Linked DNA regions of Zea mays: region 2 is linked to region 1. A link is a contact called in public Hi-C data. All regions are on one chromosome and are shown on one strand. The core of a region is the stretch at or near the end of the contact, and the rest is flanking DNA. Distances in the headings are between cores, read along the strand shown. Region 1 holds the start of LOC100285615 (WW domain-binding protein 11). Region 2 holds the start of LOC100272397 (Guanylate-binding family protein).

Evidence for each region. Hi-C and Micro-C count contacts between places; a contact is called where the count stands out from the background.
Region 2: a contact with region 1 is called in a Hi-C map of ear, with 2.4 times the contacts expected there. The contact joins the promoter of LOC100272397 here to the promoter of LOC100285615 in region 1. A contact is called at or near these places in 2 of 25 Hi-C or Micro-C datasets (ear and tassel).

What each region holds. Positions count from the first base shown.
Region 1 is chr1:294,566,251-294,570,880 of Zm-B73-REFERENCE-NAM-5.0, forward strand. LOC100285615 (WW domain-binding protein 11) reads right to left here and starts at 2,105. Exons shown (of 1, transcript NM_001158506.3): 1 at 1,397-2,105. The coding sequence starts at 2,042. The coding sequence ends at 1,542.
Region 2 is chr1:294,899,533-294,903,628 of Zm-B73-REFERENCE-NAM-5.0, forward strand. It overlaps LOC100272397 (Guanylate-binding family protein), which reads left to right and starts at 2,027. Exons shown (of 17, transcript NM_001359613.1): 1 at 2,027-2,345; 2 at 4,046-4,096. The coding sequence starts at 2,230.

The sequences.
Region 1 (4,630 bases), core at 855-3,354:
CGGATGGAGCGGGGTGAGGAGGGCGCGGCTAGCAGGTTAGTGTGGCGATGGACGATCCAAATTGAACAACAGCGATGGACGATCCAGATTGAACGAAGGCAGAACGACAGACTACCCTTACCTCCTTAATAAGTAGTAGAGATAAGCTAACCATATGATAAATAATGTGCTAAACAATATGCTAAACTATATATGGTAAGTTTAGGATTAGTGTTAAGTTAAACTATATGTGCAAAACAATAACGCTTACTAACTATTAATGGAAGTTTAACTTAAAAAAACAAAAAATATCTTGGGGTCGGCGGTCGACGTGGGGTCGGTGGTCGAAGCTATGGGTGCCGGGCGGCGACACGTCGTGGAGGTACGGAGGTGGCACAGGATGGGGCCGACGTGGATATGGGGGACGACGAGGACTACGCGTGAGGAGAGGGAGGTGAGAAGTGAGGGTCGACGCGGCTCCGGGGGCGGCGCGTGAGGAGAGGGAGGTGAGAGGTAAGAAAGATTGGAGAGAAGGATCGGCGTGTGTGTCGACCTGAAATGTGTCGAAATGTGTCGAGCTTCAGGTCTAAATCCTGAAATGCGTCGACATGTGTGTCGTTATCTCAGCGCTATAACATATGGGTCAAGCTTCGAGTACAAATCCTGAAATAAGTCATTGATGTAGAGCTTGGCTTGGGATCCAAATCCTGAAATAAGTGAATCACGATCTAAATGTAATTTTGGTCGAAAATTAAGTTAAAGAACAAAAAAATTGGTTGTCCGATCGGGTCTAAATACCGAGGATCTAAATACTGAAATAAGGGGGTGTTTGGTTTCTAGGGACTAATGTTTAGTCCCTTCATTTTATTCATTTTTAGTCTATAAATTGCTAAATATAGAAACTAAAATAAAGTTTTAGTTTCTATATTTGGTAATTTTGGAACTAAAATGGAATAAATGTAGGGATTAGTCCCTACAAACCAAACACCCCCTAAGTCATCCAAAAAGTCTAAATGTAAATTTTAATCAAAATTTAGGTTAAAAAACAAAGCGAATTTTAAGCGATGGAGGCCCGTTACGAGCAGCACAGCTACAAAATGCCCAATTCGGATTGGCGGAAGCCGGCACAGGCCCACGGCAGACACGACCACGAATCAAAACGCGAGTCAGTAGAGGGAAGAACAGGGTGAATTCGAGTTGCGACCTTGCGAGTCCCGGCGCTCCGACCAAACAATGGGTGGTAGTGGCGCAGTTAGTTTTATAATAATAGTGAGACGAACTCAAGTTTAGTCGAGCAAACCAAACACCACCGTGGGCGCTCAGCGAGCGCCATTGCCACGAGCTCACGATCACGGATCACGCCAAGCTAGCTAAGCTACGGCACCGGTCGTCCTCGACTTTGATAGGTCCATTTTTAAACCAATAGCAAACTTGCCCAGCCGTGACCCGTGAACAACATGCCTTCTAACTACTTTGTACACTCCTACGTGGTTCATTCGCATGCCGCCCGCCCTGTCCACCTGCCACCGGCCCGCGCCATCGACGGCGGCGGAGCCACGGAGCTACACAAAGGGAGGCGGCGCCGTCGCGGTGCCTGGCGGCTCCGGCGGGACGACCTCGGGCGGCGGACTGGGCGGGTCCACCTCCGGGAGCTGTGGCGGCGGTACGTCGGGGTTGGGCGGCACGACAGGGACCTCCGGCGCCGGCGGCGACGGCATCGCCGGACCCGGGAGCTCCGGTCCGGGCGCTGGCTGCCCCGGCATCGGCACGTCGACGCCCGGCGGCGCGTTGAACTCTGGCGGCGTGTCGATGCTCGGCACCTCGTCCGGCGGGCGGTTCGTCCCCGGCACCTCGAGCGGCTGGCGGTCCGTGCCAGGCACCTCGGGCGGCGTCGTCTGGCCCGGGACCTCCGGCGGCGGCGGAGTGGCAGCGTGGCAGCGCACGCGGACGAGACCGGCGGACGAAGGCGGCGGCCGGCGGGCGAACGAACGCAACGCGCGCGCCGACGTCGCGGCCGCGCGGCACGGCGGGAGGAGCGACGACGTCACCAGGCTAGCCGGCATCCTTGCGCTCTGCTCTTCCTATCTTTGGCGTACACGACGACGATTGAGTACAAAACAAGAGGCATGGCACGGGAGGTCGGCTGAACACTTTATACGCCTGGCGACTTGACACGTCCGGCGACGACCAGGAGCACGTGTCCTGCTTTCCGAAAGAGGAGGCTTCTTGCGACACGTGCCGACGTGCGTACGTGCCTGTCAGAGTACTACCCACGAAGTTACTCTTATCTCATTTCCACAATTCACCGGGAACAACTACGGAGCTTTTCTTTATTCCGACTTGTTTAGAAGCTTTCAATTTTCACTCTAATCGATTTTGACACGAAATAATTGTTGAGTTTATGATCGATCATGTTAGCAAGCGGCGTCGTGAGGCACCTCCGGCGGGTAGAGCCCCACGGTATATATTAGTGACCATAATTAAAGTTTATTGTGTGTCGTCTTTTACTGCTTATGTAAGCCACCATCTACGGACGACGTTCTATAAACACTCCATATATAATGACGGTTTTGTCTGACTGATACCCGACTGATACCCGTATTTTTTTCCTTTCATATTAAAGAGTTTTCCACGTATATCTGTGTGTCGTTCTCTCTGTAATTTATTTGGTTGCTCTACTTGGTTTTTCTACCGTTTTTGCTAACAAAGATTAATATAAATTCAACTACATCCGAGCAAAACGTCAGCGAATTCGATTTCTCTATTGAATGAAACTTCACCCAAAAAAACTACAAATAAAGATCCTACTTTTTAAGCCCAGTTTAGATGCTTATAGATAGTAATTATGTGGCGATAATTATATCTTTTGAACCTAAATAGATAGTAGAGTAGTTAATTATTATTAGTTGGACATCTAAATAAATAACAACTAAGTCACTGATTATATAAAATCAAATGATACCAGCTAATAGGGCGTACCATCAAATTATCATGGCAAATCATCTTGAGATCCTATGGTGTATTTAGTTTGTGGAGTCACTCTATGCTTTATGAGGTGATGCATTATAAGTTAATTCCATCAATTTTGGTGGAATCAACCCGCACCTCATGTATATACTAATTATTAGCTTATGTGGAATGGGGTGGTGATAGATCAACTCATTCTATTCCACAAACCAAATAAATAAGTGAGGAGTGAGAAGAAGATGGATCACCTAATTCCTCAAACCAAACACACTACTAATGATCATCCTCCGTGCCTTTCACTGTACATTTGTACTACAGTACCTGACAAGGGACCTTAGGATTGTTCAACTTCTGCTTAGGATTCAGAGGTGAACAAAAACGACCAGACCTGCTCACCAAAAAAGGTTATAACACTTCAGTTCACCTGACCCTAAAAAGACCGTTTACTATTTGCCTCCACAAGAAACCACAAAATTATATGTCTTCAAGATCTAATTACTTCCCCCTACTCCTGTCCAGCTAAAAGTTTCAACATTCTATCATTTTATCAAGGACAGTTGGATTATCTTACTACCAAGCCAGTCCCTACAATGTGACTGAATACTCCAAATTTGCCCAACCTAGCACCTTTCTAAAAATGATGTTATTTAGAGCTAGTTTGGCGGACTCATTTTTCCAAGGGATTTTAATTTTTTCAAAGGAAATTAGTTTATTTTTCCTTGGGAAAATAGAAATCTCTTTAGAAATTAGAGTTCTCAAACTAGCCCTTAGATAAAAACAACTTGATAATATTGACCAATATGGTTATGTACCATGCAAATACTAAACACTGAGAAACTGCTTGCATGGGTTATTGCATTCTTAACAGGAAATATATCTAGTGCACATGAACCTTTGATGTGCATATTGTGAACTAACAAAGTTTATAAAAAATTCTGAAAATTTTCATACATATTCTTTCCATCTTACTTCAATTATATACAAAATCTTAAGTTCAAATTCAACATACTTTAGTTGTAATAAAAAAAGATAAATTTTCTGATAAATTTAAATTAGAAAATCGACCAAAATATTCTCTTTTTTATTACAGCTAAAATATAACGGATTTGAATTTTAAATTTTGTACTTAATATGAGTAAAATAGAAAGAATATGTATGATTTTTTTTTAGATTTTTTATGAAATTTGTTAGTTCATGTGCACTATATATACTCAAATGCTCATGTATATAGGATGTGTTCCCTTCTTCACAATGGCTTCCTGCTCAACAACCATCTATTGGTTGTACTTCCTGCACATTATATAGTAGCAGTAGATAGAGTCAACTCGTATGTACAACCCTAATAAACATTTTGGTCCCAGGAGGCCGGTAAAGCTATTCCTGGACTCACGTGAATTATAACACATGTTTTCGTCCTCAATCCACTATCCACGCTGGAACTGGTAAGACTGTTTTTGGCCTCTCGTCTATAGCACACGTTTTTATGGTCGAACGACCATTTTTATTACAACTAAAACATGTATGATATTTCATGTGTTCCTTTTTATTACAGCTAAAATATAACGACTTTAAATTTGAAATTTTATACATAATAGAAGTAGAATAGAAAGAATATGTATGATATTTTAGATTTTTAATGAAATTTGTTAGTTCATGTGCAACATATATACACCAAATGCTCATG
Region 2 (4,096 bases), core at 777-3,276, 330 kb after region 1:
GGTGAAGCTGACAACAGTCAAGTTCAGCCTCAGGCGCAACAGGAATCTCCGCCTTGCCCGACCCCCAGGGCTCGGCCTCAACCTTGGCCTCGGAGGGTGGTCTCCGCCTCGCCCGACCCTAGGACTCGGCCTCAACCTCGGCCTTGGAGGGTGGTCTCCACCTCGCCCGACCCCACGGCTCGGCCTCGAGAGGAATCGCGTCCTCGCCCGACCCCGGCCTCGGCCTTAGGAGGAGTCTCCGCCTCGCCCGACCTTAGGCTCGGACCGACCGCGCCACGGGGGATACATCATTACCCTACCCCTAGCTAGCTCAGGCTACGGGGGAACAAGACCGGCGTCCCATCTAGGCTCGCCCCGGTAACAAGTAATGATGGCTCCCCGCGTGCGTCCATGACGACGGTGGTTCTCAGCCCCCTACGGAAGCAAGGAGACGTCAGCAAGGTCCCAGCAGCCCCGACAGTTGTGCTTCTACAGGGCTCAAGCGCTCCTCCGATGGCCACGATACCGCGTACACAGGGCTCTAGCACCTCTCCGACAGCCACGTTAGCATGTACACAGGGCTCAGGCACCTCTCTGCCGAACACGTTAGCGCATAGCTACACCCCCATTGTACACCTGGACCCTCTCTTTGCATCTATAAAAGGAAGATCCAGGGCCTTCATGCAAGAGGGTCGCGCGGGAGAAGGAGCTAACGAACATGCTCACTCTCTCTCTCTCTCTCTCGCGAACGCTTGTAACCCCTACTGCAAGCACACCCCCGTGGCGCGGGGCAACACGAGCCGCGTTTTCCCCCTTGTGTTCCGTCTCGCGCCAACCCATCTGGGCTGGGACGCGCAGCGACAAATTTACTCGTCGGTCCAAGGACCCCCCGGGGTCGAAACGCCGACAAAACCATAACCCAATTGACGGTACTACTCAAATTGTTGGGTGGCCTGGGTACTGCAAAACAAGATGCCATGGATGACATACAGGAGCAGGTAGAAAATGTTAGCTACTTTGCCAAGATGGTAAAAGAGCACATATATGTTACTAACCATTTAATCCTTGGCTGCATACTGCATGTCTGCAAAATTATGCATTAAAACTACAATGAACATATTTTTCCTTGGGAGTGCAAGGGAGTAGATATGTTAGTGACACATTAGATTTGTCTACTTACAAATAAGATATCATCAGGCATGTGAATTACTGAGGAACGAACAACATGCGTGTTTACTTACAATTTGTAAATCTGCAGTAATTCACTATGTAAAAGAAAGGTAGCGGGTCAAGTAAATATAGCCTTCCTAAATTTATCAAATCAGTGAGAAATACTTAATGCAAAATCATATTAATGGTTTCGAGGGAATCGCTGGACGTCTACTTTAGACTCTTATAGAGTAGTAGAAATTATATGTTAATTAGATTTTTTTTGTAATAAATTATTATTAGTTTGAACCACAAACCAGCTGCAGCGAGCTGAACTGAGCTTGCTTGCTCTGTTCACAAGCCACAAAAATATGGTCGACTCAAGCTTTTTGAATGTCAAATCGATCCGAGCCAAGGTGCTCCGAGCCCGAACCAGCACGTGAGTTGGAGCTTTTTTCCAGCCACGACGGAGACGCTCGAAGTCTGGAAGCATCGCCAGCAACTATAACAGCACCAGATGCTCTGTTTCTATTGGTCTTTCAATCACCGCCACGTGGGCCCTGCTAACGTGTCCGCTCTTCCATCCCCAGGAATAACGCATACACACGTTTCCAGGTCGTGGCTCCCACACAATGCCCAGTCAGCCAGTCCCCGTCAAATCCCACTGCCATGCGGGCCCACGGAGCCATTAAGTCGACGCCATTAGCAACGTTATTAATAGTAGTAGACGCTATAATAAAGCGCTAAACAATTGCCCGCTTAAAATACGGAAGCGGGCTTCTCGCGGCACGCACGCATCACCCTCGCTGCCCCGTGCTCCCCCGAATTTTTTTCCTCTCCCCTTCCGAGTTCCGACCTCGTCGCCCCGCGGCTCCAGCTCTTCCCGTTCATTCCCTCGCGCCGAAGCAACTCCGGAATCCGCCTGCGCGCCAAAACCCTAGCCCCAGATCCCGCGCCGCGCCGCGCCGCCCGGTGCCCAGTCGGCGGCGCCCGCGCCGGCCATTGCCGCTCGCCGCATTGGGGGCGCTTACGGCGTCTCCTCCGCTCCCGAAGCAGAGATCTGGGCCGAGGAGACCTGGTTGTTCGTGGGCGGTGCAGGGGATGGGGCGCGGGCGGTGGGCCTCGGGGATCCGCGCGGCGGCGCTGGTCCTGCTCGCGGTCGCGGCTGCCGCCGGAGCCGCCGCGGGGGATCCTGATCCCGACGAGCTCGAGCGCGCGTAAGTGTACCTCGGCTCTGCTCCGCGTATCCGTATGGCTGGTCGGTGCTGTGGCGCCATTCCCGCTGCCTCGTTGCTTTTGGCGGGGGACGTCGAACCGAATTTCGCGTTGGATGGCGCGAATGTCTCGTTGCGTCTGTAGCGCGCATTGCCCGTGCGTTGACTGGTGGAAGCATGCGCCGTCCCGGCCGTGCATGCCACGCGATGATGAGGTGTTGTGGCGTAAAGGAGCTAAAGCGCTCTGCTTCACCGCTTACCCGTACTTCTGTTGCAGTTTCGGACAATTCTGGTTTAATTTATCATCTCAGTTCCGCCGTCTCTTGTATGATTGTATCGTGTGTCATGAGTTTCTCATGCCACGCGTGTGTGAAGGCAGTAGACAAGTTTGGTGGGATGTCGAGGAATGACAGGTGGTTGGTACTTGATAGCTTGCATATGGAGAAGGCCAAGAGGAAGTATGTTTTATGGCACGAGTGCAGATTTGGTGCCCAAGGGGGTTGGTGCCCTCCTTGGCTAAAATACCATGTTGCAATGTTTCAAAAATCACCACAAAAACCATGTACAGTTAAATATAGCCGCAACAATTCAGTTTGAAATTCATCTGAGATGTCAGGAAACAAAATGGACAAGTAACCAACCTTGCACTGTTCATCAAGTGTTGACACTTGTGTTTTTTAAATCTCAGCATCAAAGATGAATTTCAATCTGGCTACACTTAAATTTAGATGTACTACATACATGGTTTTTGAAACATTGTAACATGATACTTTAGTTCTTTAGTTAACGAGGTGCCATATGATTTTCCTTTATGGCATTTTGTCAGTGAATTACTTATGCCGTGGCACAATTGTTTCTGCTTTCAAGCAGTGTTGAAATTTGGATTAGTTTGACTGGCATATGCAGATTGGGTGTTCTATTCTTTGGGGGATGTTGCTGTTTGAATATTTTTGGGTGCTTTTACGGAAACTAGTAATTTGAATAGCTTCAAACATTGCTAAGTTCCAAGACTTTAGTTAAATGAACGCCCATTTGTCATATATGAATAATGAGTATGCTATCCAAAGTATATGCTTGCTGCTTGCTTTGTAGGATCTAGTAAAAGTTGCTGGTAGAATTCCTTTTCCTTCTTTTTTTTGACTTTTGCAAATTTTGTGTGAAGTTTGTCTAAGCTTGTGCCCCCCTCTCCCGCGCACACACATTTTACAGAAGCTGGTTATTTTTTTGTTTCTTCCTCAAGATTTCTAAATGTTAATAACTCAGTACTCTCTCCATTCCAAATTATAAGATGTTTTGACCTTTCTAGATTCCTACCTTTTACTATGCACAACTTAGATATACACTATGTCTAGATATATATTAAAAGCAATGTATTTAGAAAAGCCAAAGCGTCTCATATTTTGTTATGGAGGGAGTGCCTTCCTCTATTGAATGAATACTGGCACTGAATATATAAGACCTCACTGCACACTGATATATGTGGTATTCAGCCATCGAGTGAGACTGCTTGCTTCTGTCCTGTCATGAAATCTGGCTTCTAGAAAAAAAGACGCAGTTGTCTCTTACTATTTTTATGAACTTTTGATTTGAAATATCTGATATCCATGTTTGTTATTCATGCTTCTCAAGGTAGCATTTAATGGGGCATATGATGGAAGATAATTGTGAGTCTACCATCAACTATTGACTGTATGCACCTACAGGTTTCCAATAGTGGAGCCAGACCACGGGCACACAAAACTTCGTCTCTCAGA